2 separate regions of the Gossypium hirsutum genome follow, and region 1 is linked to region 2. Evidence: chromatin contacts called from public Hi-C data. All regions are on one chromosome and are shown on one strand. The core of a region is the stretch at or near the end of the contact, and the rest is flanking DNA. Distances in the headings are between cores, read along the strand shown. Region 1 holds the start of LOC107948304 (sodium/hydrogen exchanger 8-like). Region 2 has its middle 33 kb from the start of LOC107887456.

The links. A called contact is a pair of places that touch in the nucleus more often than the background predicts.
Region 1: a contact with region 2 is called in a Hi-C map of leaf, with 2.1 times the contacts expected there. The contact joins the promoter of LOC107948304 here to the enhancer-like site in region 2. A contact is called at or near these places in 3 of 34 Hi-C or Micro-C datasets (leaf and seedling).

Annotation. Positions count from the first base shown.
Region 1 is chrA03:75,479,147-75,482,945 of Gossypium_hirsutum_v2.1, reverse strand. LOC107948304 (sodium/hydrogen exchanger 8-like) reads right to left here and starts at 1,607. Exons shown (of 24, transcript NM_001398468.1): 1 at 1,466-1,607; 2 at 1,009-1,247. The coding sequence starts at 1,213.
Region 2 is chrA03:75,252,658-75,256,413 of Gossypium_hirsutum_v2.1, reverse strand. No RefSeq gene overlaps it. Among protein-coding and RNA genes, the nearest start is that of LOC107887456, 33 kb to the right of the region's middle. Within about 2 kb of position 1,518, at least 1 of the 9 cell types and tissues checked has an H3K27ac peak or open chromatin away from gene starts, as enhancers often do. A contact at or near this core is called in leaf, where this site is marked.

The DNA of each region.
Region 1 (3,799 bases), core at 358-2,857, 230 kb before region 2:
ATGCTATCTTTCTTACCAACTAAAATCAATTTTCACTGGTAATTGTAAACTAACTTCCACTTAAAAGCCTTTCAAAAAAAAATCCACTTAAAAGAGTTCAGATTCAGAAATGGAATATGGAATATAATATATATTAAGAAAACTATCCCATCCACCTGACAGGATTCTTAAACTCCACCAGCTGGATTGTATCCAGAATAGCTAAAACATTAAGAATGAATTCTTTTTTGACGTTGTAAATTTTTAACTTTAACAAGTAAAGCTGAGCACTGCTATGGTCACTTTTTCTAAATATACTCTAGGATTATATATCACTTCAATAATGTATAATTTCTCAAAAATTAACGAAACAATGGATACACTAATCAGTTTCGCTTGTGGAGTGGCATGTCTTAACCCTTTAAATTGCATTGTTTTATTTTTATTTTTTTAATTTTTAAAGTGGCGTGTGTATATAATAGAAATAATATATATATTATGAGAAGAAGAATGAATTTTTGTGTAGTTTTTAGAATTAATAATAATAATAACAATAACAAGAGGGTAAACTCTTAACTCACCGAGTTAAGAAGGAAACTCCGGTCAGTGTATCAAAGTACCAAAGTTGAACTTATATCAGTATACTTAAATTGGTTTAGAAGATCAAAAATCGAAGTAATATTAGAAGAGAAAAGCAGATCGAAAGAAATGCCCAGAAATTAGAACTAATTTTCTCGCAAAACTAAAGAAGAAAAATCTTAGCTTAGATCTTGTGACTTACAATATTGACTTTAGATGAGTCAAGTTAATGATCTATTTTGGAGGCAAAGGGATTATAAAAACCAAATGAAGTTTGCATCAAAACAACGAAATTAACAAATTTTGATATATTGGAAATAGAAAAAATAAAAATAAAAATAAAAAGTCAAAACTCCATGAAAGTCCAATGGATAATCCTACTTCTCCTGTGCTGCTAATTTAAATTTTCTTATGATAAATAAGAAGTGGTAAAGGAAGGAAGAGGCGAACCGAGAGAGCCGAGACCAAGGCCAATGATGAGCAAAGCGACAGTGTAAGGAACTCTGGTGCCGCGAAGAAGATGCCTGGAAGCGATTCCTAATACCAAAGAAATCCCAACAAAGATGACCGCATCCACTGGCTCCGATTCACTGGAGCTAATTTCCTCTAGCATTCTTGACGGTAAGACGTATAGATACTCTTTCACTTCCTCCATGTTATTACAACTCAGATCACCTGCTTGCTATCTCCTTCTCATGTATTTATATAAAATTCACTTGAAACTTTATTAATATATATTCTTCATGTAATTTACATTTTAGGTCATTAGATTTCGCCAAATTACATCAATCACTTTTATGTTTCGTCCTTTTGAGTCCATGGTTGTAATGCTACATGTATACTGATAATAATAGAATAATATATTATTAATAGTGACAAAATGACTGCTAATGCTTTAAGTACCTACCTTATCGTAATATCCGGATTCAACACATCCCCTCTCTAAAAACACTTCCCTGCCGTCTGATCCAAAAAAAAAGAAAAAGATTACTCCCCTCTCCTCTCTAAACGGAAAAACTGGAAACGATGGCACCACCCTCTTAGCTGCTCTTAATTACCCCTACTAATGTCTCCATCCAGAAAAGCAAAATTGGAAAATTTTTTATTTTTTTTTAAATTTTTCTTTTCAGTTTTATTTAATGGAAAAGTTGATTTTTTTTTTTGAAATTTCGATATTTCAAATTATTTTCTCTTTATTTTATTATAACTTTTGAGCATGATTTTGATTTAAGGTTGATTCCTATTATATTTGTAACTTATAAATATGTACTTATATAAAAGTTTGGGTAAATTATACAAATAGTAAATTAATTATGTTCGTGTTTTTGTTATAGTTTCTCAACTTTAAAAATTTTTAATGTAGACATTAATGTTTGAATTTGTTTATGTTTTGGTCATCCATCATTAATTTGATAACAAAAGTCTTTTTTTAGTTAATATAATATCATATTTAATTCTCAATACTTACATATTCTATCAATTTGATCCTTAAATTTTTTAACCAAAACTTTCAGCTTTAACAACAGAGGCGTTCCACATCTATAAAATTTTAAAGTAGGATAACCAAAACAAGAATGTGGGTATAATTAGGTGATTATTTGCATAATTTACCCTAAAAATTTTGATAAAAAAATTATTTTAAAAATCAATAAATATTACTGTTTAAATGTGTTTAAAGAAACTTTTAGTAATGGCCCCTCCCATAAAAACATTTCCACTCAAAAGTAAATAAATAAAATCACCAATAATTTAACTTATTTTATGTATATTTACATTTTATTTATTTATTAGAAAATAAATAACATCTTACCTAAACCATTCAACATTTTCCTTTCGAAACTTTTTTTGAAAATGTTGAAATTGAATCAAACTATTCTAATTGGTTGAGTAATAATTCTAATTTAAAGAGCTATAGTATTTACAGATTTCAAATTTCTCTCTAATTTTAAACCATGTGGTGAACAAAAAAGAAAATAAAACCACTTCTAAGCACACAACCACTACTGCACGAAATCTTAAAACAACGCACACTTTAATCCTTCAATCGGTTCAACCCAAAAAAAAAAACAATGTAAACCGACGAAACTGATCTTATTCCGTTCAGTTATTTTGGTTTCCAACCACCAAATCCACACTCCTACTTTTCATTTACTGGGAAGCTTCCTGAATTCAGCTCTCTTCATTATATACAAGCCATGTCTTCCACCTTCCTTTCTCATTAATTGCTAAGGTTGATAACAATGTTATTATCCAAAGTGTCGGTCGGATTTAGGACGTATCAGCAATTGTAGGGGATATTCTCTTACTACTTTTATTATTCATATTTGCTCATTGCTGCATTCCCGGTGAACATGATACATTTTCTCTAATTTCTGTTTGATTTGGTGAATTGAAAAAAAAAACATGTGATCCGCTTAAAAAAATTTTGGACAGTTGTGATGAGGAATCTACTCTCTCTATAATAATTTAAATTTTTTTAATAAATATGAAAAATATCTTAATTATAAAAAATAGATTTAACATTTTCGGGACTATTTGGTATCAGACCAAGGAGAATTAAATATTTCTAAGTTTTAAAAATATTCAATTTGTTTAAATTTTGATTTAATTATCTTTATTAATGAATTATTATTTTTGTTGAGTATTGATACACAATTCAATTAACCATGGGTTAGGCGTGTTAAGGGCAGTATATTCCTGTAGGCAATCTTAGTAATTTAGAAATTCTAATAGTAGAATCCCCTATAGAAAATAAAAAACAAAAAGATGTTTCCTCTCTTTAAGAGAACAAAATCTTCTGCAAGCTTTTGCCTCCAATCAATCCCAAGAGTCTGACCAAACCTCAAATAACACTGTTGATGAACAAGAAGAACATTATAAAAATGTTTCCTAAAGATTTAATAATTGGACTGTCCCGAGAGTTCCAACAAACCAAATTTATAAGAAAACAACTTTTGAAACTTTAAATGTCTTTTATAGTTACGTTATAAAAACAAAAGAAAGAAGTTTATCTATTCAAAAAGAATATTAAACAATTCAATTATTAGATAAGGTCATCATTAATAAACTCAAAGAACAAAAATATAAATTTGTCAATTTTGGATTTGTCTAAGCTGGTGTCAAACCTCTTAGTGTTGAAGTCATTAAGAATACATCAATTTTAATTATCTTGAAAGACCAAAAACACATTATGTTTAATGATTTCTTACTAGGAACTATAGAAACAAGCTAATGTACTAGA
Region 2 (3,756 bases), core at 269-2,768:
GTTTATTTTTCCCCATATGATTAATCCAATTTCAAGCTCTTCTTTATGAGACAGCCAATCTAATTTCATGATAAAAAGAAAAGTTAAAGAAATGAAAATATCATTTCTCTTTATTTTTAACAAATAACTAATTAATTATATTAAATTTAAAATCAATTCAATTAACTTAATTAATTAACTCACACCTACCTTTTTACGTGATGGTTGAATCAAAACATTCATAATCCTAAGACCTCAGTTTTTGTAAATGTTACATTAATAAATAATTTTTATTTATTTGTGTATATTTTTAAATATATATACTTTTAACTCTTGATTAAGTTAGTATCAAGTATAACTTACAATGAAATGGGATGCAGTAGTTAAATCCTCAGCTTTCAACTTCGATGGTACCGAAACGGCATTGCAGCTTGGCATATATTGTTCAACTTGGACTCTATATATAATGGTGGGTTAAAAGTCGAAATCAAGTTGGGTTTCGAAGAAAATTCCTTTGGTGGAGTTTCTTAATATCCCTTTTATTTTTCTTTGGACTTCTAGTGCCCACACCACCACGCTATTTCTTTATTTTTTCTCATTCTTCGAAAAGAAAAAGTTTATCAAAAAAAGTTATAAAATAGTTTTAAAATTATTAAAAATTTTTATTTAAATTATTAAAATATTTAAAATTTTTTATTTAAGTAATTAGACTATTAATATATATTATAAAGTCAGGTTAGTGAGTTTCAAATAACAATTCGACGATTAGTATAGTGAATTAATTCCGTCGACGAGTAAAAGAACATACCTTAAATTCAAGTTGACATGACGATCAATGCCAAAGAGTCGAAGAAGAAAATTATTTAGATTTTTGCTTGTAGATTTGTAACGTTTAAATTGTTTTATGAAAAAAAAAAAGAAAACTAAACTTTAGAATATAAAGGGAATGAGAACTTTCTATTGTTGTAGATGGTGCGAATAGAGAAAGCCATACAACAATGCTTTTAACAGTTTAGTGACTTAAATAAAAACTTCCGAATAATTCAATAATCATTTTGTGACTTTTTGAAGTTGAGTGACCAAAATGTAAACTTACTAATAATTTAGTAACTTTAGGTGTACTTTTTCTTAAAATTTAAGATGATGATAAACATATGATATAGGTCATGTAATAAATATATTTATAAGAGTTCATATAAAAAATCAAATGAGGATTTGATTGATATGATAAAATTAAATATTTTAATTTCTAAAAAGATAAAAAGTTACTTTTTTTTTATGAAAAAATTAATTTTTTAATTTCTCACATTTATATACTTTTTTATTACTAGTTGGTTGATGAATAAGACATTTTATCAAAGACCAAGAAAATTCCATTAAAACTTGCCAGCGTTAATCACATTCCCCGTACATGTATAATTTTAGGGTTACAATGAATGAGAGCCATTTCTTTTCTTTTTCATCTAAAACTTTACAAAATAAAGGTGAAAAATATCGGACCTATTTTTAGTATTTTATGGGACAGCCCAAGCCCAACATAAAATATAGGTAAATTTTTATGATCAGGCCCAGCCCATACTCGCCCCAACCCAACCTCTCTCTCCATTTTATTTTTGTTTAATGTGATTGGGTTTAATTTTGTTCCCTTTTACAAAATTGTGATTTATCCATTACAAATGATGATTGCAGCTCTAAAGATAAATGGTGTTGTCTTCTTGTAGAAGGCTCCATAGTGAATTTGGTTATTGCTCTCACTCTATTCTATATTAATGAATGCATAGTGTTATAAATCTCAGCAATGCATCGCAGTAACTTTGGTTGCCATTTTTTTTTCACTCTTTGCCGAATGCCATTCACTAAAAAAAATTAGACTTAACTATTTAGTCGGAGAACCAATTTTTAACCTGCTTTTATTTTAGTGATTTAAAATAAAATCTTTGTAATTTGGTTACTTAACTTTTAGGGTGCTTTTATTTTAGTTATGCAAACGTTAAATCTTTGACGGTAGTTAACTATACACATCATATTTACACTTTAATTTTGATCACCAAACTTTTAGATTGATTTCATTTTAGTCACCTAAAAATATTTTTTTTCAACTATTGATTGGGCTAACAAAATCAAGGGTTAAAGTGACCAAGCTATAGAAACTAAAATAATACACAAAAATTGTCAAATTGTTGTTATTTATCCCATGGCCAAAATTCTAAATTTCTTTTTTTTAATATTAAAATTTTAAATTTCAAAATATAAAAATAAATTGAATAAGTTGTTTGAAAGTTTTTTTATCCATGGATAATATCAACTGATTTGTTACTATAATATTAAAATTAATTAATTTAATCTCCTTTTAAATTTTAAAATTTTATTTTATGTTTTCAAATTATCTTTGACAAAATCAACTCAAATAACTCATTTTTAATAATTATCTACAAAACTTAAATTTCTTTTTATTATATAATCTCAAATCTTCCATGCTAAGCTAAAAGCAAAGAAAAAAAATACTTACAATTAATTAAATTAATTGATTGTTCTTCGGTTGGGTAGAGAAGTGATGAAAATGTTATGAGATTTGTTTGGAATGGAAGATAAAATTTATTAATTTAATTAATTGCAATATTTTTTTCTTTGTTTTTAACTTAGAACAAAAGATTTAACATTATATAATAAAAAAAATTGAGTTTCGTAAACAACTACTAAATCGTAAACAACTACTAAAGACAATCATTTTCATTGATAATTTTTGAAAATAATTTCTGTTGAGACAAAAATGCGCTGAGAGTTGCTGAGTGGCACTCGACAGTGCCAACGACAGACTGCCACTAAGGTGATTAAAAAACTTGTCTTATTTGGTTTGACAATTTAATGAAGAAAATCTTTGGACTTAGTATGTGTTGTTATATTAAAGATAGTTTGGTTCATCTATGGAAACCAGTACTTGGCATTTGAAGATTGGATTGGATTTGTATAAATCAAACCAGTACTTGGCATTTGAAGATTGGATTGGATTTGTATAAATCAATTAAGTCATTGGAATGTAGAGATGTGATCGAGATAGCTTTGTTGATTTTGTGGAGCAAATCTTCGAGTGATTTTATTTTGATTGTTATTAATGTAATAACTATTTTCAATGAGTTACTTTGTATTCTCTTAGATTCTATGTTAGTAAACTGAAATTGATATATGCTTGAGGCTTGTCTAGGTTATGTAATGAGAGCTTACTGAGTGCATTCTAATTTATTCATTGAGGAATTGTTTTTGTGAGAGAGTGCAAACTGAATTGTAAATATTGTTGAGTGTTTAATATCTAATTTCTTAGGGGGAGGATTTGAAAGAGAGTGTTCTAGTATTTAGGTACAAAAGTAAGATCTCTGCACTTGAAGAGTGATAGAGTGTAAATCACCTGTTGTATTTATGATAAAATATAGTAAAATTACTCACTGAATTAGGCTCCGTAGACATAGGGAAACCAAACTGCATAGATAAATCTTTGTGTTATTTCTGTTTTGTTTGCATAATTTTTCGTAGTGCCAAGTCGTAGTAGCCACTCCAATCTAGCATTTCCGTTGCATTTGTCATTTTAAGGAAATAGGCAATTTAAGGTAGAAACAATTTCAAGACATCAAAATAAATTAAATAAATTGTTGAAAATTTTGTATCCATTGATGATGCCCAAATTTAAAAATTTATATTTCAAAACCCAAATTTATAATTTTTGACAATAGGATAAAGAACAATTTGATAATTTTTGTGTATCATTTTAGTTTCTACCACTTT